Regions from separate parts of the Anas platyrhynchos genome. Here region 2 is linked to region 1. Evidence: chromatin contacts called from public Hi-C data. All regions are on one chromosome and are shown on one strand. The core of a region is the stretch at or near the end of the contact, and the rest is flanking DNA. Distances in the headings are between cores, read along the strand shown.

Region 1 (5,717 bases), core at 973-3,472:
CTGGTAGGGAGTGTCGTCCAGCCCTAGGAGGTAGTTTATCATGGAGGATTTACCGACGCTCCACGGTCCCAGGAATAGCACCATCGGCTTGGAAGTGATCTCCCCATCTGCGGAGAGGGGAAATAACAAGAGGAAGTGAAGAAACAATAGCCGTGGCCGCTGCGCATTTAACTCCCTGCCGTAATGAACATCCCAGCTGAGCGGCACGGCCGCAGAGCCTCGGGGAGACGGCCGCCCTCGGGGCTGCTCTCCCGGCACCGCTGAGCCACAGCATCGCCCGGCAGGGCCCCGTGCTGGCACCGCGGCGAGATCGAACCCTGTCTGCCCTGCTCTGAGCTTTGGCCCTTCTTAGACTACAGGACAAGTTGAAGGTCTTTTAGGTCGGGTCTCGGCTCGGTTCGAGTTCAGCCAGGGTGAGCTCAGGGCTGTTTGCAGGGGGCTGTTGGAGGACAGGAGCCACAAAGCACTGGGCATGCAGGGGACGTGGCCATGCTGCAGGAGGGTAAACGCCTCGTGCAAAAGGAGCTGGGGTGTTCGAAGGCTGCAGGGCTCCAGACCGGCACAGGGAGGGCAAGCTCAGCCAACAGCCCTGCTTTGGGCTCGGGGAAAGGCAGGAGGAGAATTAACCACAGTCCCCAGCTCATGCTCTGGAAGCCCCACACTTTGCTGAGAGGCTCACGGAGCGCACACAAGGGCTGGCATGGGGCACGTAACGACCTGTCCCCTGCCCAGGAGCAGCTCCAGGAGGTGCTGGGGCCGACCAGCACCACCAACCCACTGCCCAAATGGCACTGGGCATGGGAACCCCTGGGCTATACTGGTCCCCAGACAGTGCCCTGGGCAGGTGGGAGCATGCTAGTCAGCTCAAGGCCAAATAAGACCAGAAATGGAAGTAAAAACTGCATGAGTGAGCTCCCGTTTGTGGGGAGCTCATCCCCACCCCCTGCTCTGCAGCCTTCCCCCGCTGACAGGACAGGGCACCCACAGCGGGGCTGCCCCGAGCCCTGCTCCTGCCCCCGAGGTGTGAGGCAGCACCAGGCAGGCAGGGTCTGGCAGTGGGGTGGCCGTCACCCGGGGGCAGTCAGACCAAACCCCCTCCGTCTCCTCCGCCAGGGAAGACGCAGCCTTCCCACTCCCATCTCCCCAAAATATTTGGGATCTGCCTTTCTGTTCCCATGCGGGACAAAAACAAGTGTCGAAACCTCGGGCTTTCATTACTAATCATTCCTCCGTACCACTGTATCGCTGCCGCTCTGTTCGCTCGCCGGCTTTAATTGGGTTTCGGATGATTATTGTTATTATCCCCTGTGATGTTGTGCCAGAGGTTTGAAGGCGGGTCCCCGCGTGCTCTTTCATAACAGGTTCCCGGCCAGGTGTGGCTGGGTGAGGGCAGGAGCCAGCGAGCCCCGGCTCCGCTGCACGTGCCGGGGGGGCTCCTCGGGGTGCGAGGTGCGTGGCTCAGCACCCTCCCTGCACACCGGGGCCGCACGTGGCCGTGCCGAGATGGGCAGCCCCTCTGCAGGTCACCAGCAGCTCTCCAAAACCATCCCCTCCCTTGCTTTGGAAAGCTCCTGGGCCCTGGAGGACGTGAGCCCTCCTTGCCGCTGCCCACGGCGTGGGGCTGGGGAAGCAGAGCGTGCTCCCACCCCGCTGGGTGCCTGGCCAGGCCTTCTGCCCTGCTGGGTGCCCCCCGCTGCGTCCCTCCAGCACGGGTTTGCGTCACCTTGGTGCTGCTGCCAGGGGAAAAGAGGCTCCGTCCCTGCCAGCACCAGCACGGGATGACGGCGGCTCCGCCACCACGGCTCTCTCCAGCCACCCTGTGGCTGCTCGCTCCCAGCCCAGCCTGGCTCACGCCACGCTTGGTGCTCATCCCAGCTCGTCCCAGTGCATCCCAGCTCGTCCTGCTGGTGTCTGCAGGGTGGCCTCACACCGGTCGGTGCATGATCTCGCCCTGCATGTGAGTGGGGGGACCCTCAGACCCTGCAGCTCTTTGCATTTCGTTTGTGGCTCTGCTTAAATCACAGCAGCTGCTTCTCTAAGGGTTCCTGGAGCACAGAGCATGCCGAGACGCTGCAAAGCACCTGGCAGTCAGGGCAGGCAGGCCACATCTCCCCCGCAGAGGCTGTGCTCTTCTCGTCCTGTCTCGCTCTGCCTTAGTCCATGCCCTGGAGCATTGTTGCTCCTGGAAGGGTTGCTGCCTGCAGGGGAGGACACAGAACTGCTTCTCTCGCTCATGGAGGGATTTTTTCCTACAGTAGTGGCTTTGTGGGTGGTTTTTCCATGTTGCTCCCAAAGCCAGGCTGCCCTCAGGTGGGAGCCCCACTGCTCTGGGGCCAGGACGAGCTCTGGGTTGGGTCTTCTCCTTCCTCAAACCCTGCAGAAGTGCCGGGTGCTGGCTCAGCCCTGTGGGGTGAGGGCGACCCCGCGGTGCAGATCCATCCCGAGGACACGCAGCAAGGCAGAGGACGTGGACAGAGCCTCCCTCCTCTCCTGGCTCGGACTGGCCCAAACATCCCACTCTGCCCTCAAACCAGGGGGGTTCAAACACCAGGCCAGCCCCCTGCGAAGCCCCCTGTCTGTCTGCAGGACGCGTGTGCCCGCAGCCGGGGGGAAAGCTGCACGTGGATGCTCGCCCTGTGTGGTGCTCCGTGCGCTCGCCCCGTGTGCGCACACCCACGCAAGCAGCAAGCACGCACACCCGTGTGGCTGTGCAGCCAGAGACGCAGATAACACAGCTATCTGACACGCTAAATATATCTGCAACGCTCTCCACTGCCTGCACGCTGGCATGACAGGGAGCCAGAGGCCCTCGGGCACCACTGGGGCTCTGCCACTTCGGGGCCGGGTACGGAGGAGCCCACTTTGGCAGGGGCCGTGGCGTAGGACACGAAAAGATGGGATTCCCCGTCCTTTGTGTGCCTTGTGCCACAGCAGGGACCCAGGGGAAGGGCAGTGGGATCACCAGTGCTTCTTGGCCTCCCTCCCAGCCCCTGCTTCTCCAGGCTGGTGCTCCCAGGGGCCCTGGCAGCTCCCCCAGGGCATGACACGGGACAGGAGCCAGCTCCAGCTCCCGAGAGGGCTGAGGCCGCCGCGCAGGGGCCAGGCTGTGTTAGTAGGACAGCTGCTGCTGGGTCATCGGCTTAAACTGCAGCCGGGGGGGATCAAGGGGAGGCATTTGGGGAAGTTTCTGCACGTAAAAGGGTGAAAAGAGATCACCCCCGCAGTGTGGGCTCTGCTCCGCTCCCGTGGGTGGGAGACGGACCTGTGGGCCCACCACGAAAAGCCCTTGAGCCATCACTAGAGGACCTCGCACCCTCCTGAGACTGAACCCACGAGGGAAAAAGGTTTGGAAGCCTGGCAGAGGCGAGGACGGCTGCGGGGCAGGCAGTGCCGGGGCAGCGCTGTGCTGCTGGGTGCCGTGGGGCGCGGGAGCAGCCGAGCCGTGGCTCTGCTGGGGTGGGTGAAGAGGAAAGCCAGAGGCCAGTGAGGAGCTCAGGCAGCGTCGGCAGCATGCAGGGGGCAGGCAGCAATACCAACCTGTGGCGGAGGAGCCCAGGGTGCGTCCGGGGTAAGCTGTTAGCAGGGGACACGGGGAGAGAGAAAAGGTACCGTGAGTCGAAGAAGGGATGCGGCTGCCTGGGTCTGGCCCGGGCCGAAGAGGGAGCTGAACACCGGCCCTGGCCTTCTCGGAGGCAGGACAAAGCCAGAGGACGGCCACGTTTCCAGCAGGAAAGAAGGAGTTACAGTCTGTCAGCAACGAGACCCGCAGCTACCAGCATGAGAATCCAAACCCAGGCAGAGCTGCCTTGCCGGGGATGCCCTGCGCCCCAATCCTCCTGTCCCTGCCTTCCCTGGCAGCATCACCAAGCAAACGGAGCCACACGAGGACAGCAAGCAACCCAGACACGTGCCCTGACCACCCCACGGTTATCTGCGTGCCTCCCTGGACTGCCTGGTGAAGGCAATCATCAGGCCATCCCCTAAGCAGGCAGGCTAATTGGCACATACACAGTAATTAGCATCAGCAGCATGCACCATGGCCTGGCAGCAAGCTTCCCATCGCCAGGCTGCGAGGCTCCCCGAGCGAGGGACCCAAGTGCACGGGGGACCCATCCCATGCTGAGCATGGGATGGAGACGTCCCCTGTCGGGCTTGGCCATGCTGTGAGCAGGGAGCTGGGTGAACTCGGGGCTGCAATTCCGAGCCTCAGCCAGGCTCACGGCGCCGGTCGCAGCTCCCCAGGGCACCGCTGTGCGTGGTGGGGAGGCCCCACTCGGCTCGGACCCACGCTGGGGCTGGTGCAGCCACGGCTCCAAAGCGGAGGCCAAAAAAGAGCCCGGGGAAGGTGGACAAAATGGAGGGAGGGCTGCCGCGTAATGGAGGGGCGAGGGTGCCTGCCGTGGCACCCCTCTATATTGGCTTACACCTTCAAAGGTCATGCATATTCCATGACACTGCTGCCCCGCTGCTCGCCCAGCTGTCCCGCTCCCCCCCCAGCCAGCTCTGCGCCCTCCAGCCTCTCCGGCTGTGGGGACTCACCACGGGGGGAGGTTTGGGGCATCTCCTGCTCACAGGGGCACCCCGGTGCCAGGAACCCCTTGTGGGCACAGGCAGGACAGGGGCTCACCCCACTGCATGGTGGAAGCAGATGAGAAGGCTCCCTCAGCCCCACTGTGCCCTCGCCCACCCTACAAAGCCAAAGGGGCTCCCTTAGCCACTCCCCTCATTAATCTGCAGGTTGCTCTAATTGCACCGCTAATGAAGGGTTGGGGAAAACCATGACAGCAGGTATAAAAGGCAAAGTGCTGTGCTTTAGGCTTTTAGAATGTGACTGTGAATGGTAGGGTTGGGGTTTCCAGAGGTACTTGAGGAGTTTGGTGGAAGGCGAGACAGCTCCGTGGGAGGATGGCCCGGGCTTCTCGCAGCCCAGTGGGGCTGTGCCTGGCTTTGTCCTGTGCCGGGCAGCTGAGACTCCCCAGCAGGGAGCAGGGAGGTGCTGCTTGGGTGTGGGACAGCTGAGGAGCAGACCCGGGTGTCCTGAGCTAGGCCCCGGGCTGTGCACTGGGGCTGCATCCTATAAGGAAAGAAGCTGAGAGTCCACCATCTGCCCTGCGACCCCAAGTGGTCTCCAAAACGCAGTGCCCCGGGGTGAGCTGAGAGCGGATGCTTGTTGCTGTGATCCCCCCTGACTCCCCCCAGCACAGCAAGCAGCTCATGGCCCCCAGGCACATTGAGGCAGGCCAAGGCAGCGCGAAGGCAGCGGCACAGAGCGGGCTGCGGGGCAGCTGCATGTGCCTCTGGTCGTTTGAGACCTCCAACCGCCCACCCCAGGACCCCGGTGGGTGGTGGCCGATGCCCAGGGTGTGCTGTGAGGTGTGGGGACGGGACCTGGGCTGGTGATGAGGGCTCCACAGCCCTGTCCCTACCCCGTCCTGCTGTCCCGTGGGTCCCCCACATGCTCCCCACTGGCTCCAAGCTGGAGAGGAGCTGGCCGGGCTGGGGGTGAGGAAGCCTGCCTGCCAAATGTCAGAAGTCTGGCACTAGGAGTGGAATTTGGGCTGCAGTGGGGGCCCCTGTAAAGCAGGAGTTCTGCTCTAGGTGGATGTGTCCTGTGGGTTTGCCTATAACAGCAGGGGACCCATGAATATCTGCAGAGGAAAATCAGGGTGGTGTGCGGGGTCGTCTGGCTCCGGTGGGGCAGGCATGGCTCCAGGGTG
Region 2 (5,717 bases), core at 881-3,380, 85 kb before region 1:
ACAAAATAAGATACTCTACTTGCATTAGTCAGAGTAAATACCAGCAGAAGTATTTGTTCTAAGGGAAAAAAAAAAAAGTATGTATGCACACAGGTATTTATAACTATCTCTCTCCTCTTCTCTATGACAGTTTTCCAGCAAGTCACTGTATTTATGTAACAAACTATGTATTCCATCATACACAAAAGCCCTGTTTTTCTCTAACGGATCTGTATCAAACATCTGTAAAGCATGAGGGATGTGAAGGAAGAAGGCAGGCAAGCAACAAGCTAAGTTAGATCCAAAACGTCAGACTATGAAACGGAGTTCTACAACTTACATGTATATTTGTTTCAAAATCAGAGGTGAAGTGCGAAAAAACTGCAAGAGCTGGGAGAGAAACTAGGATTGCACCGAAAAAATGTCGAGGCAGCCAGCCAGATATCACCTCCAGGAGACGCTTCGTGCAAGTCATCACCTCCTCCAGGAAGAATGCCATCCTGGAACAAACGGAACCACAGACCTATGGGTTAATTTCAGCACATCACTCCATACAGCTTAATTACCTGTAATAAAATAACTTAAAATTCTTCACTGGGACTGCAGCACCAGTCGCAGCTTGCCACGTGCCATACCACCTGCTGGTAAGTTCAAGGAATGATCCAGGCGTGCTGAAAGATGATGGCTCATTTGCTACAGCACGAGGTGGGATGGGAGGGAGGGGGGATGCAGGGGTTTGAGAAACAAACTGGAAAACACTTTTCACTTGGAAGGTAAGCGTATGAGAGACTTACAGTCATAAATACTTAGCCTTAAAGAGGTGGGGAGAGCTCCCGAGGGCAGCTCAGTGGAGACTCTTCTTACACCTGAGCGCTTCTCATCATTAAAACGAGTGAGCAAAGGTGAAAGCTTGCTTAACAAACTGTTTTTTATCTACAGAAATAGATTATCAGCAACATTTGCTTCTCAAAGCTCAGAAACATTCATCACTCTCCAAAAACTGCAACCGCTTTTCAAGGTTTTAATTATTTTTATGGAGGCATAAAAAGGCAATGCAATAGTTGCCTTCATTCAAAGGCTCTCCATTGTGGATGTGTGTATTTACCAGAGCAGGTCTGGGCTTTTATTGCTTTACCAAAGCATTCCTGCTTTTGTGAGATGAACTTACTTTAAAGAGAAATGGCAGAACCACAGAGCCTGCTGTGAGACCACGGGGCAGGCGTGAGCAGCGCCCTGTGAGTTTGTGGCACGGGTAATTCTGCTGGTGCCACAGTGGATGACCAGGGAGCCCAAATGGTTTTTGGACAGAGATGCTCACAGCTGACAAGAATGTTTAAATACAATATATGCTAAATGTGGAATTCACATATTCCAAAGTCACAAACTATTGCATACTACCTGGATTTTTTTTTAAAACAAAAATAAATAAATAAATAAACACAGAGGATTTTTCTCTAATGCTTTTGACTAAAATACAAGGTATAATGTTGGATAAAAACCTGATAAAAAATGGGTAAAGTTTTCTGCGTGACTTGGACACTAATTGCACGCCTTTTAAATATGACTTGCTCATGAGCGTTACTTTAATTCTCAGCTCTAGGCTTCATGAATTTTGCAACCCCTAGCATTATTCAATAGACTTATTTTCTCATTTAATACATTAAAATATTGGAATTATACTTAAGTGCAAAGAAAAAAAAAAAGAGAAAATTAGGGCAATAGGATGGAAAACGCTGTAATACAGCAGCACCCCACGAGAGGGTGCTCACAGATTTCTCAGTGCCTAGTGAATGGAGTCCCATGTAAGCCAAAAAGCACAGCTATATTACATCATAAAAGAGAATTTGCAACAAAGCACGGAAATGCAACTGCATAGAAAGCAAAATAAATTCGAAAGCCCTGTAGAGTAATTACTATTTTTTCTAAAGTGTTATATACCGTCCTGACAGCCTCTGCCATCCATGGCAGAATGTGTCCCGGCTCCAGCGGCAGCCAAGCTGCTCCAGTATCGAGTCCTTCTGAAAATGCCACCCAAGTTCATGCCTCTAAAAATAAAGTCGATCCTGCTAAATCATACGAACTGGGATCAGCATTTACATGGCTAAACGGTGAGAAGGAAACAGCTCTGGCTCTGGCAGAGCACCGTGGGCAGCACCCATCACTCCCATGTGGAGCTGGGCACCCCCTGCCCACGCCAACGCCTGGACCCCGCTGTGGGTGCAGATCCCAGCCCTGGGGACAGGCACCCAGCACCACTGGTGTCTCGCACCCCAACCCACGCGGGCACTGCACGGAGCAGAAAAGCTTGGTTTTTGCCAAGCCTCATGCCAGGATAAATTCTTGTGGGAACTATAGCAACAAATCCATCAGCAAACCTGATCTGTTAATCCTGGGATGAGGACACTTCTTTATTTAGGCAGCTGCATGTTTGAAAAAGCAAGCACAAATTCCAGGACAACTCCACATTTCTCAGTGGTAATGTTTACCTTCTTGCATTGATTTTTATTTTTTTTTTTTTCAGTCCAGAATCAATTGCAATGCTCTGTGCTCTGGAATTAAAACAAGCGAAACCCCATCTTTCACAAAACAGATGAAGCCTGTGAACGCAGCACAGCTCTCCCATCAGAGGAAGCGAGCGCTGCATTAAATCCCGGCAGCAGGAGAGCTGCAGACATTTAATGGCCACAGGGCACTACCGGTAAATAATGCAGTGTCACTGGGTAGCTCAACAGGGCTTAAATGCTGAAGCATCTAAGATGTTTACACAAGCTGCAGTTCAAATTAGTAACTTTGGCATAAATGATTAATGGCTAATGGAGAACATTACCGTCATTTCTGTATTTACTGGCAGTTTAAAATCAATTCCCATATTTCAAATCAAAAGCTTTTGGCACAGCAGTGAATTGGTGGGATATTAAATACCAAAGTCACAGATGTTAGAAATAAATAAAGGCAAAACAGAATGCAGTTTGCCCTTGCATCAATACTCTATGTAAGTCAGGTTGTTAACAAAACCAGTTCATTAAGCTCTAGTTGCACCAAGCAATTTTTGTTCTTGGCTATGAGGAATTTAAGAAGATCCAATCGGTCGGCTACCAGGTTTCAACAGCAGACAGACTTTGGATATCACTTTGGCAAGCCCTGAGAAGGTAAAGTAGTGGGCAAAGTGCAGTTTTATTTCATCAGAGTACAGCAGGTTTCCATTCTACTGCTTTGACTCTGTTTGCTTTTTTTCTTCACCCGGAAGATTTTTTTCCTCTCTATTAAGGTACTTCTAAAGTGATGAATCAACTTACCAGGTGCTCCCACCTCTCACTCTTTAGAACAGGATTGAAATATCCACTACACTGGATTCATCTCCTCACTGAGAGATCTTCACTGAAGGGTGTTATTGAAAGCAATGCATGTTTTAAACATCTTATTTATAACAAGTTTTAATTGAGAACAAGAACTGGATGCAAAAAGCTTCTAGTCAACAAAAAAACTTGTATTCACACCTAAAATAGTGGGCAGATCTCTTTTACCTGTATTCCTGCAGAAGCACCCCTAAGAATCCCAAGTGAAACTTCACACACTGTCGTATGCTCAGTGACATTTCCCAAGATATTTTTTTATAAAATACCAGAACTTTAAGACCTCTTACACTCCAACTGAACTCATGAAAGTCAAAGTAGTCATATTTCAAGTGGGCAGAAGGACATTCTTTGCACTACATTTACAGAACTGGAGATGACATACTCCACATGCTGACAAATTAAGCACCACTTTTTGCATGCAGCTTTAAACAATTAATTCTAGAGTGGCACTTGTGATAACAGTGGGATCCTCATCTATAGATACTCCAATAATTTATTATCAGACACTTCAGAGAAATCAAAACATCCTTCTCCTGCAAGCCTTGCTCCATAAGGACTTCTGCTCTAACAACTTCAGTTTTACCTCGTTTCTCATTGTGCAGGCAGCGAGTGCTTTCCTCTCCCACTACCGCAGCTGGACTCGAGCCCTTAGCCACAAGAGCTGCAGCGAGTACTTCCTAGTCTGAGCACTGGATTCAATTAAAAGTCAGACTGATTTAAACACAGGGTGCTTCGCATCATGATAATGAAAATACAATAAGAAACTTAGGCAAGAATTTTTTGGTCCCAAAATAATCCCTCTCCTGAAATTCTAGGATTGTGCCCAGCATTGTAGCCCAATCCCCTCCCTTCAAGATATCTCTGTGGTATTCTGTGATTGTCACTTGTGATGACATTTCTGCACAGGAAGCTCTGCACTTTTCTGTGCATAATGAGCGGTCAGAGTGAGCAGTCCTCGCTTTGAAGACAATTTAAAGAGGAAAAGGATGATTTTGTTCTTTCTGATCAAAGGAAGTGAGATGGAATAAGGGCACAACAGTACGTCTGTCCTCTTGATGCCAACAAGCTCCATGCTTCGGCAGTGAAAACAGAGCTGCCTGTAAACTCATCCTCTGGGAATATGCAATGCAGTGCACAATTTAAAACATTTTGAATTTAATGCAGCCAACTAAGGAACACTTAGAGAATGATCGTATTTCAATAGCACAGATGGGGAAGTGGAAGGTTGTTACACTTGTACATGAGCGTGTGCCTCAGGCTGTGGAGACTGGAGTGCCCCCAAAATACCGAACAACCCAAACCCCCAAACAGACATCAAATCCTAAAAAAAAAAAAAAAAAAAAGGAGGGGGGGGGGCTAAAATATGCCAACATATTTAGAACTAGTTCCTAGTTCTAAACTAAAGAACTTAGTTCTTAGAATTACCTTGAATTACCTTAAAGGAGGCTATAGAGAGGTGGGAATCAGGCTCTTCTCCCAAGCACCAAGCGGTAAAATGAAGGGAAAAGGCCTCAAGGTGCACCAGGGAAGGTTTAGGTTGGGTATCAGGAGAAATTTCTTTACTGAAAGGGTTGTGTGGCATTAGAATAGGCTGCCCAGGGAAGTAACCATCCCTGGAGGTCTTCAAGAAATGTGTAGATGTAGAACTTAGAAGCATGGTGGACTTTAGCACTAGGTTAAGGGTTAGACTAGATGATCTTAGAGGTCTTTTCCAACCTGAATGATTCTATGATTCTAACTGAAAGCAAGCCAGAAGGCTTCTCAGATTGTCTTCAGCAATAAAAGCTCTTTTTCAGTGCAAAGTAGGAGGCTGTTTTCAAGGAAGTACCCTGGGTGAGCTCTCCCCAGATCTGAGATGATCCTTTTTTGAACTTCAGAGATTTACTTACAAGTTACTATAGATGCCATGATGAGATGTAAGCCAAGTATAAATTATATTTTGTTTACTAAAGGAAAGATTGTGAATGTGAGCCTGTGGCAGCAAATGACTGAGAATCTACTGCTTGTAACTCTGGGGTAAATTTGCAGACACTTCCCTCATGCCAGAGGAAAGAAGAGCACATCTCACAGTTGCGTGACAAGGGCCCCAGTAGCTACTGATAGCCAGTGGCTTGTTTTCAATCACAAATTCCTCAGCCACGCATTTGGTGGAGAGCGCAGGGAAGGGCAGCAACCACTTCTCCCATCCAGCAATTCCTGTTTCCCAAATTAACCACAAGAATTTGTGGGGTCTTGAGATTCACAGCCATCTCGGTCCCAGTGAAAGCAGCAAGTGCTAGTGAGCACCCATCATCTGCACTCGTAGTAGCTGTGCAGGAATTACAATATTCCCTGCATGCCCAAACCTCCCTTGAGTGTCCATTAGGAGAAAGGCAAACCTGT

The links. A called contact is a pair of places that touch in the nucleus more often than the background predicts.
Region 2: a contact with region 1 is called in a Hi-C map of skeletal muscle, with 6 times the contacts expected there. The contact joins two enhancer-like sites. A contact is called at or near these places in 3 of 8 Hi-C or Micro-C datasets (skeletal muscle and subcutaneous adipose tissue).

Annotation. Positions count from the first base shown.
Region 1 is chr15:8,518,261-8,523,977 of IASCAAS_PekinDuck_T2T, reverse strand. It overlaps SRL (sarcalumenin), which reads right to left. Exons shown (of 6, transcript XM_072023675.1): 4 at 1-107. Among named protein-coding and RNA genes, the nearest start is that of SRL, 15 kb to the right of the region's middle. Within about 2 kb of position 2,222, at least 2 of the 8 cell types and tissues checked have an H3K27ac peak or open chromatin away from gene starts, as enhancers often do.
Region 2 is chr15:8,602,909-8,608,625 of IASCAAS_PekinDuck_T2T, reverse strand. It overlaps ADCY9 (adenylate cyclase 9), which reads right to left. Exons shown (of 9, transcript XM_038186691.2): 6 at 320-479. Among named protein-coding and RNA genes, the nearest start is that of CREBBP, 45 kb to the left of the region's middle. Within about 2 kb of position 2,130, at least 1 of the 8 cell types and tissues checked has an H3K27ac peak or open chromatin away from gene starts, as enhancers often do.